Linked DNA regions of Anas platyrhynchos: region 2 is linked to region 1. A link is a contact called in public Hi-C data. All regions are on one chromosome and are shown on one strand. The core of a region is the stretch at or near the end of the contact, and the rest is flanking DNA. Distances in the headings are between cores, read along the strand shown.

Region 1 (3,735 bases), core at 531-3,030:
CAGCTCCAGGTTCTCCTCACTGGTTTCTGTTGTGAAGCAGAGAGTGTCAAGCACCAGGGTGGAGGAAAGGAATATGAGAAGAGCATTTGGGCTTGAAAATATATATGTTACAAAAACGGTTATATTAGAAATAATAACTAATGCTCTTTGCTTCCCTTTTTCTTTCCAGACTGTGTGGGTTGAGATGTCTGGGGACTTCAGCCTCACCAGTTCCCTTTCAGGGGTCAAAAGGTTTGGTGCTCCATCAGCCAGGTGCCCATAGGCAAATGTTAAATAGCCACGTCGCTCCTGGTAGTTCTCTTGGGCTTCCTATTCTCAGACCTGTCAGAATTAAGAAAAGAAGGACTCTCGGGAGTCTTTTCCCAAAAAAAAAAACAAGGAAAATATTATTGCTGCTTACACCGTACAGCAGTGAGTCTTCTTTGGGAATACTGCAAAGTGAGGCCAGTGCTGAGGAGACTCGCAGAGCTTCGCTTGTTTAGTCTGGCAAGAAGGCTGAGGGGGATATGATTACCATTAAATATGATGTGGGGTTAACATCAAGAAAGGAGGAGAGCTATTTACACTAAAGAGTGATACTGGCACACAGTCAAATGGGTATAAACTGATCGTGAATACATTTGGCATTGGTTTTAGGAGAAGGAGCCTGCTCCCCTGGAGCAGTGAAGCCTTTAATCAGAACAGTGGGGGGCAAAAAATATAGATAGATTTTAGAAAGAGTACTGCGTATTTATGGGGGGTATCTTATCCTGCAGTGCTGCCATGGCAGGGGAGTGAATTCAGTGACCTAGGAGGACCACTCAGTCCCATTTCCATGTCCCTCACAGTCTTTGTCAGAAAAGTGAATTGATAACAACATTGACACTAAAATCACCCTTCAGAAACCATATTCTGAGTCCGCAGCCTATTGAGCTGAAAGGTGGGAGACGGGGAGGGAGTTCATCTTTCATACTGCCATTGATTTAGTATCTCGGCTCATAGCAGAGAATAGCACCAGTTTGCACTCAGCTCACACTTGAATTTTTTTTTTTTTTCTCTTCAAACACAGAGTCTAGAAATGATTTTGTTCAAAATTCAAAGCCCAGATTCTGCAGATGTTCAAGAATCTTTGATGGGAATAGGGGAGGGACTCCTGATTCATCAGTGATTGAACCAAAGTGTATTTGAGTAGGATATTATTCATTCATTATAAAAGATAATAGAAGCAGGAACACCAACAGTAGCTTTTCTCCTTCATTTCATAGTACTCAGAAAGCAATGATGTGTCCCATTCAGATCTTGGATTTGTCAAGTGGCAGTATCAGCTCTGCATAAAGTCTTTTTCTGAACCACTTTTGACGAGAATTGGATATATAATTTTAGAGAGCCAGTCTAAGAGATTATCATGTATCACTCTTCATGCAATTTCTGGTTGGGAAATTGAGAAGATTGTTTTCCTGGCAGCCCAATTTTTCCTTTCCTCCTCCTATTTTTTTTTCCTAAACTGTTTCATGCTTTAAGAATCAATTTAGGATAATAGAGTATTTTCCTTTTTATTTTCTCCTTTCATGCTACTTTAAGGGAATCTACCATTCAGTATTAAAAGGAAAATATTCTAGCAAAACTTGAGATTGCAGCTCCTTGATAATTATATTCAATGTGCAGAAATGTTGAAGTCTTTCATGGGATCTTCCCTATCAATTTGCTCCTTTTAATGTAACATCCCATGAGTCAGGCCTTTACGTAACCCTATTTACCAATAGCTGCAGAATCATTTATACAAAGAGGAATGCAGTAAGTGCTTTCATTTGTCATCAAAGTATTGAATTCCACATGTGGCTAGTGTGGGAGCCTACACAGTTGAACTAAAGACACCTTTTGCAGTTGCACCATCACATACTAATTATTTCTTTTCCTATTTCCACATAGAAGGCTAGAAAAAATAATTTGTGTTGTGTTGTAATTCAAGGCAGATGATTATGAATTAGCTCACATGAGAAAGGCTGATTTTTCATTGAAGGAAAAGGGTATTGTTTGCCTCATCAGCTCATTTTTTGGAGACATTAATTATTAAACTTTGCCGGTCCTATTCATAAGAGGACATCTGAATCTTCCCTCATACAGTTGCAAATGACGAGTTAGAAAAAAACAGCTTTACTCCAGTTCAGCTCATATGGCTGAGCATTGGTAACTGTGCTGGCTAATTAGATATAAATGGCAATCAATTGATTGAAGTTACAGCAAAACCACAAATTCTTGTTTAGACAAATCCTGGTCAGCCTTGTTTGCTTCGCACATCACGCAAATGCTCTCATCCCTGCAAAGGGATGTTAGACTCCTTGCATAGGTGAAATGTTTATAAAAGAGGTGAATATGAGGAAGAGGGCCCGTGGCTAACCTGCTGTGGTTACAGCACCAGCTCATGGGAACGTGTATGTCTGCATCACAGCTGATAAAATATCATCCACGGGCCCTGTTTTTCCTCTCCGCGGGCAGCTGTCATGGGAATTTCTCCCTCCTCTCTCTGCCACTGCTCAGTGGAGGCTTGTTCTTGCCCGTGGCAGGGAAAGGCACAGTGGTACAACCTCAGGGACCTGCACGCTGCTGGGGTGTTACTCACAGACCCATGCAGATGATGTTTCTTGCAGAGTAACAGCCATTTGTGAAAGATTATTTAAATTAGGAAATGAAGAACGATGCCGTTGATGAATGTTGGCAAGATTTATGTTTAGATCCACTGCTGGGTGCCAACATCAGGGTAGTGGCAAAGACAGCACTGATACCTTCAGAGGAGGCAAGGCACAATACGTGGGAAGAAGGAGGTAAAGCCAGCGGCCATGGACAGTTTGCAAGGAGTACGCAGAATTCACTCTCAGAGCACATTCACTGGATCGAAGAAAACTGACAAATTATGAAATTAGTGGGACGTTTCCACAGTTACAGAAAGGAATTTAATATCACCTATATCCTGGGCAAATGCTCCATTCAGTGCATTACTGGCTATAATGAGAACTGCCTCCTCTTTGAGGAAAAGAAAAACATATTTGCAATCTTTTTCTTTTTTTTTTTCTTCTTTTTTTTTTTTTTTCAGTGCCTAGTCCTTACTTTTTCCTGGAGGGGACTCAGAACTAGAAAGCGCAAAAAGCTGAAGAAGGTACAAAAAAACCTTAAATTACACATTTATCTCACCTTAGTGCTCGTATCTCCTGCCGTAGGTACCTGGGTGTCACCCAGCTCCCACCTGCAGGTAGGAAACATCTCCGGTCTGTTAGTTGGTACCAGCCAGGCACAGCTGCAACCAGCATGCTCACACCTCCTTTTTTTAGATATAGACCTCAGATACTATTGTGGTGAACATAAGAAGACTAATGAGGAAATTTCCTATCTAATAATCCTTTTTTTTTTAGAGCAGAATATAAACTCCTTGCAGTACATAACACATAGGACCATTCTTGCAATGCAGATAATGAATCATGAAATTGCTGCACACCGTGTGAAGGAGCTCCTCAGCAAGTCATCAGGATAAGTGTATCAGCTACTCGATCTGATAGGAATATCTCGTGATATCTAATGGCCCTTGGAACAAATATGTGCTCGTACTGTGCTCTATGCAGACAAAGTCCTCACCATACAGATCACAGGTCCAGGTTTGGCTCCCTCTTAGAGGCAATAAGTTCTTTAATGGACTTTGCAGTGCCCCTGACAAGCAATTATGTCCAGGTCCATGACATTAAATGCACAGACATGGCAGCACAC
Region 2 (3,735 bases), core at 774-3,273, 200 kb before region 1:
CTCACTCATCTGAAGAGTTAATAAATTTTTGGATTTATGATAAATGGCCTTAATATATATATGTGGTCCTGCCTTGAACCATAGTACATTCATTATATTTTTGTCCCTCTTCATTCTCTGGAGTGATGTTAAATGATAATGGCTCAATAAAAATAATTCCTTGTACCTTCTCCTTCCATCCTTCTACCATACACTGCAACTTTTATATTCTCTTAAAACAATCCAGTTTTGTCTGCTATTTTCACTTTTTCCTTTTCAGTTCTAGAAAGACTACAGAGCGAGATCTCGAATACCCTCTCAAAAATGCAAATATAAACTACCCATATATTTCAGAATCACCGTGAGGTAAGCTGTAAACATGCAAAATGTCAGCAACCTTTGTTATAGGTCATACACACACTTACCTCATGGTCAGTGAGGACAAGCACGTGGTAAGGCATGTATCGAGGCTGACAGAGCAGAGCAGCTCAGCTACCCAGGGTCTTCTGCCAACTCCTCTCCTAGGACCAGGGTCTACAGGGAACGTTGTTCATTGCTAGCTCCCGTACTTCAAATGCCCCCCAAACTGATCTTGGGACGATTTGTTTTGAGGTTTAATGATCTCATGCTCAGCATAAGCTGTTCAGCCTTTTCCCTGTTGAAGCACAGTGTGGGAAAGGTGGCTCAGGAATGTGAGCTGGGACAGAGCTGTAGTTGGGATGCATTTGTTTTGGCAATATCTCCCCAACTCTCCTATATTAAGATGTCTTTTAAAAGAAGTGCTGAGTGAGCTTGGAAAATGAACTGTTCTCTGCAGTGGTGGGATCTCTGGGGCAGGGGTTGGCAGTCCTCCAAGAACGATGCACTTTTTCTTTCTCATCTTCAGAGGTTAAATGTATGGGGGAAAATTCACCACCAGTGAGTGGAAGAAGGGAGATCCTCGCTCCCAAGAGTCAGGGTACCACAACCACCTCCCCAGCAGTATCGTTCCCCTATGAGACCAGCTGAGAGGTGCTATTTCACGTATGGTCTTTCTCAAAACGCTCTGTTTCTCAGCTCCCAGCCCTGTGCTCATCCTCTGTGTGCCTTTTAAGCTCTGTCCATGTGGTGCATGTAGCACATGTGCTCTCGTTTGCTGGTCTTTGCTCCAGGATAACGTGCACCATGAGACACAGGAGCGGTGCAATTTCACCTCCACTCCTACTTCCCACACCATTTCTGACAGCTGCAAAAATCAGTTCTCACTGCTCTCATTTTTCTTCAGCGCTAAAGTTCCTCTGGGTGATGCAAAACACTGGCCATCTTCAAGGCCTCTTAGAGACCCCACGAGAAACGAGGGACTTCATAAACTCAGCCCAACCCATCTGCCATATTCCCATCTCATCAGAGGAGAATTCTACAGCAGAAATCAGAGAGCCAAGAGAGGCTATCTCATTCCTCACACATACATGTGCATTTGAACATACTACATAGCATTCTTTATCACTTAATGACAAAAATTTTAAATTTCTAATTTTTATTGCTGCATACCTTTGTGTGCTGATGTCTTTTTTTTTCTGTTTTTTTTTTTTTTTTCTTTCCTTGACCAACGACAGCTATGGACACTGTGAAAGACAGGTTCTGGCACACAGGGAAGTGGCTGGTTTTCAGCATTGGGATGGAGAACTGAGGATTTTTGTTCTGGCACAATCCAAAGGCCACAGGGACGTCCTTTGGAAAAATGAAGTTGTTAAGGACCTGACTGCTCTTTCTCCATGTATTGAACACCCAGCTGAGGGAAGATAACATACTTGTTCTCTGGAGAGGATTTAAAATAGGTGCTGAAGGTCTCTGCAAGAGAGCTGTTCCCTGAACCATGCCAGCCATGACTGGCTGGAAAACGCAGAACTGATGGAGATTTCTCGCAATCAAGAAAAGCTTTTCTGGTTGAGAGGATCTGCCCAGTTTAATTATGGGGTATTTCACTATGAACTGCCACCGCAGCACATGCTGCTGTACTGAGCTGCAGCCTTTATGTGGCAGTAGAGCCAAGCTCTGCTTCAAGCAGCACAGAAAGTCACAGACACTGGGTCAAACTCAAGTAGCAGTATTAATTCAGTGCTACGCTGTGGATAGCTTACAGATCACCACTTTCAGCAGTAGGTCAGCAAGACCATTCCTCTATGAGCAAGATGGCCTGATTGATGGCTCTTAAATAATGGTGGCAGCAGCTCCAGTTCCTCCTGTGAGAGAGTGCAGTGTTAGAAGGAGCAGGTCAGCCAATGTTAACCAAGGAACAAACAAGTCTCTGATGACTCTAAGGTGGGCATGTAGAGCCAACGTCCTCCATAAAGCTCAGTGCAGTACTGAGTTAGCAGAGTTCATTTACACAGTGGTATCTTACATGGTAAGACCATGACAGTCAAGCCATTGAGGTTTCCCACTTGTTTACTCCCTGTTACAATTCCTCCTTCCTTATCTCAGCATACCATACCAAACCCATGGATATGCAGCTTCCAAAAGAAGCTGAGAAACTTTGTTTCTGAACTGCTTCAAGGAAATGAAGCTGTAGGTGTAACTGTGGCTACATCTACAGGGCCATTCCTAACTCAGCATTCTTCATACACTGGGGAGGTGCTGGCCTCTTCTCCCTGATAACCAGCGACAGGATGTGTGGGAACAGCACAAAGCTGCACCAGGAGAGGTTCAGACTGGGCATTTGGAAAAATTTATTCACCAAGAGGGTGGTCTGACACTGGAACAGGCTTCCTGGAGAGGTGGTTGATGCCCCAAGCCTGTCAGTGTTCAAGAGGCATTTGGATAATGCCCTCATTAATATGCTTTAACTTTGGTTAGCCCTGAAGTAGTGAGACAGTTGGACTTGAAGATCTTTGAAGGTCCCTTCCAGCTGAACTATTCTATTTCTATTCTGTTTCTAAATCTGTGTCTGATTTTGCAGAGTCACGTAACTTGAGCCAGATCAAGCCAGAAGCCTACATCTATCCTGCAGATAGAGGCAGAAGTCAAGAACAAGTCAATTTTCCCTTGACTGTTTTTTCTCATCTGAAAAGCCACTGGCCAGAAAAGCCTTTTGGCAAAAATTAGTGATCCAACCTACGTGAACGTTTGGCTTCAGTGCCAGCTTGAGCCCCCAGGTAGTGTTATAGTACAGGCGTGGGCTAAGGAACAGCAGCTGCTAAGAGGAAAACATCGCCATGTTCTACGTTTGGCAAACCTTTTCAAACACTGTTTCTGAGTGAGTAAATAGTGATTTTTTTTTATTTAGTAGTAAACAAAAAATCTTTTAAAAATAACATCGGCTAAACTAGTTGCTGTGTTTGTATAAAGTAAATAATATAGCTGAACCCTGCACTGATTTAATTACTGAACTTATGGCATTATCTATTTCTTTAGACATCTGGGAAATGATCAAAGAAGATGGCATCCCAGAACATAATGATTTCAGTATCACTTCCATATATAAAGAAGGAGCAAGGAATTTTTAAAACTATCTGGTTTTAAGGAATTAGACTACATTCCCAACGTAGGTTGAATTCTAAAATCAAATTATCTTAAAACACAGAATGTGCTATGAACATTTACCAAAAACATAGCTTCCATAAAGTCAGAGTCAATTTTATTTAGAATGGAAAAATCATAGAAACCAGGTTTTCAAAATTATACTGCTAAAAATTCTGTTACAACATTAATGAAATAATAATAATAAAAAAGACTGAAATGGGAAAATAGGTAGGGATTTAAAATGTCACAGTCTGA

The links. A called contact is a pair of places that touch in the nucleus more often than the background predicts.
Region 2: a contact with region 1 is called in a Hi-C map of liver, with 3 times the contacts expected there. The contact joins two enhancer-like sites. A contact is called at or near these places in 4 of 8 Hi-C or Micro-C datasets (F1 follicle, liver, skeletal muscle and 1 more).

Annotation. Positions count from the first base shown.
Region 1 is chr2:148,738,441-148,742,175 of IASCAAS_PekinDuck_T2T, reverse strand. No RefSeq gene overlaps it. Among named protein-coding and RNA genes, the nearest start is that of DIP2C, 17 kb to the left of the region's middle. Within about 2 kb of position 1,780, at least 1 of the 8 cell types and tissues checked has an H3K27ac peak or open chromatin away from gene starts, as enhancers often do.
Region 2 is chr2:148,939,604-148,943,338 of IASCAAS_PekinDuck_T2T, reverse strand. The region is part of intron 4 of DIP2C (disco interacting protein 2 homolog C); the gene reads right to left. Among named protein-coding and RNA genes, the nearest start is that of DIP2C, 180 kb to the right of the region's middle. Within about 2 kb of position 2,023, at least 2 of the 8 cell types and tissues checked have an H3K27ac peak or open chromatin away from gene starts, as enhancers often do.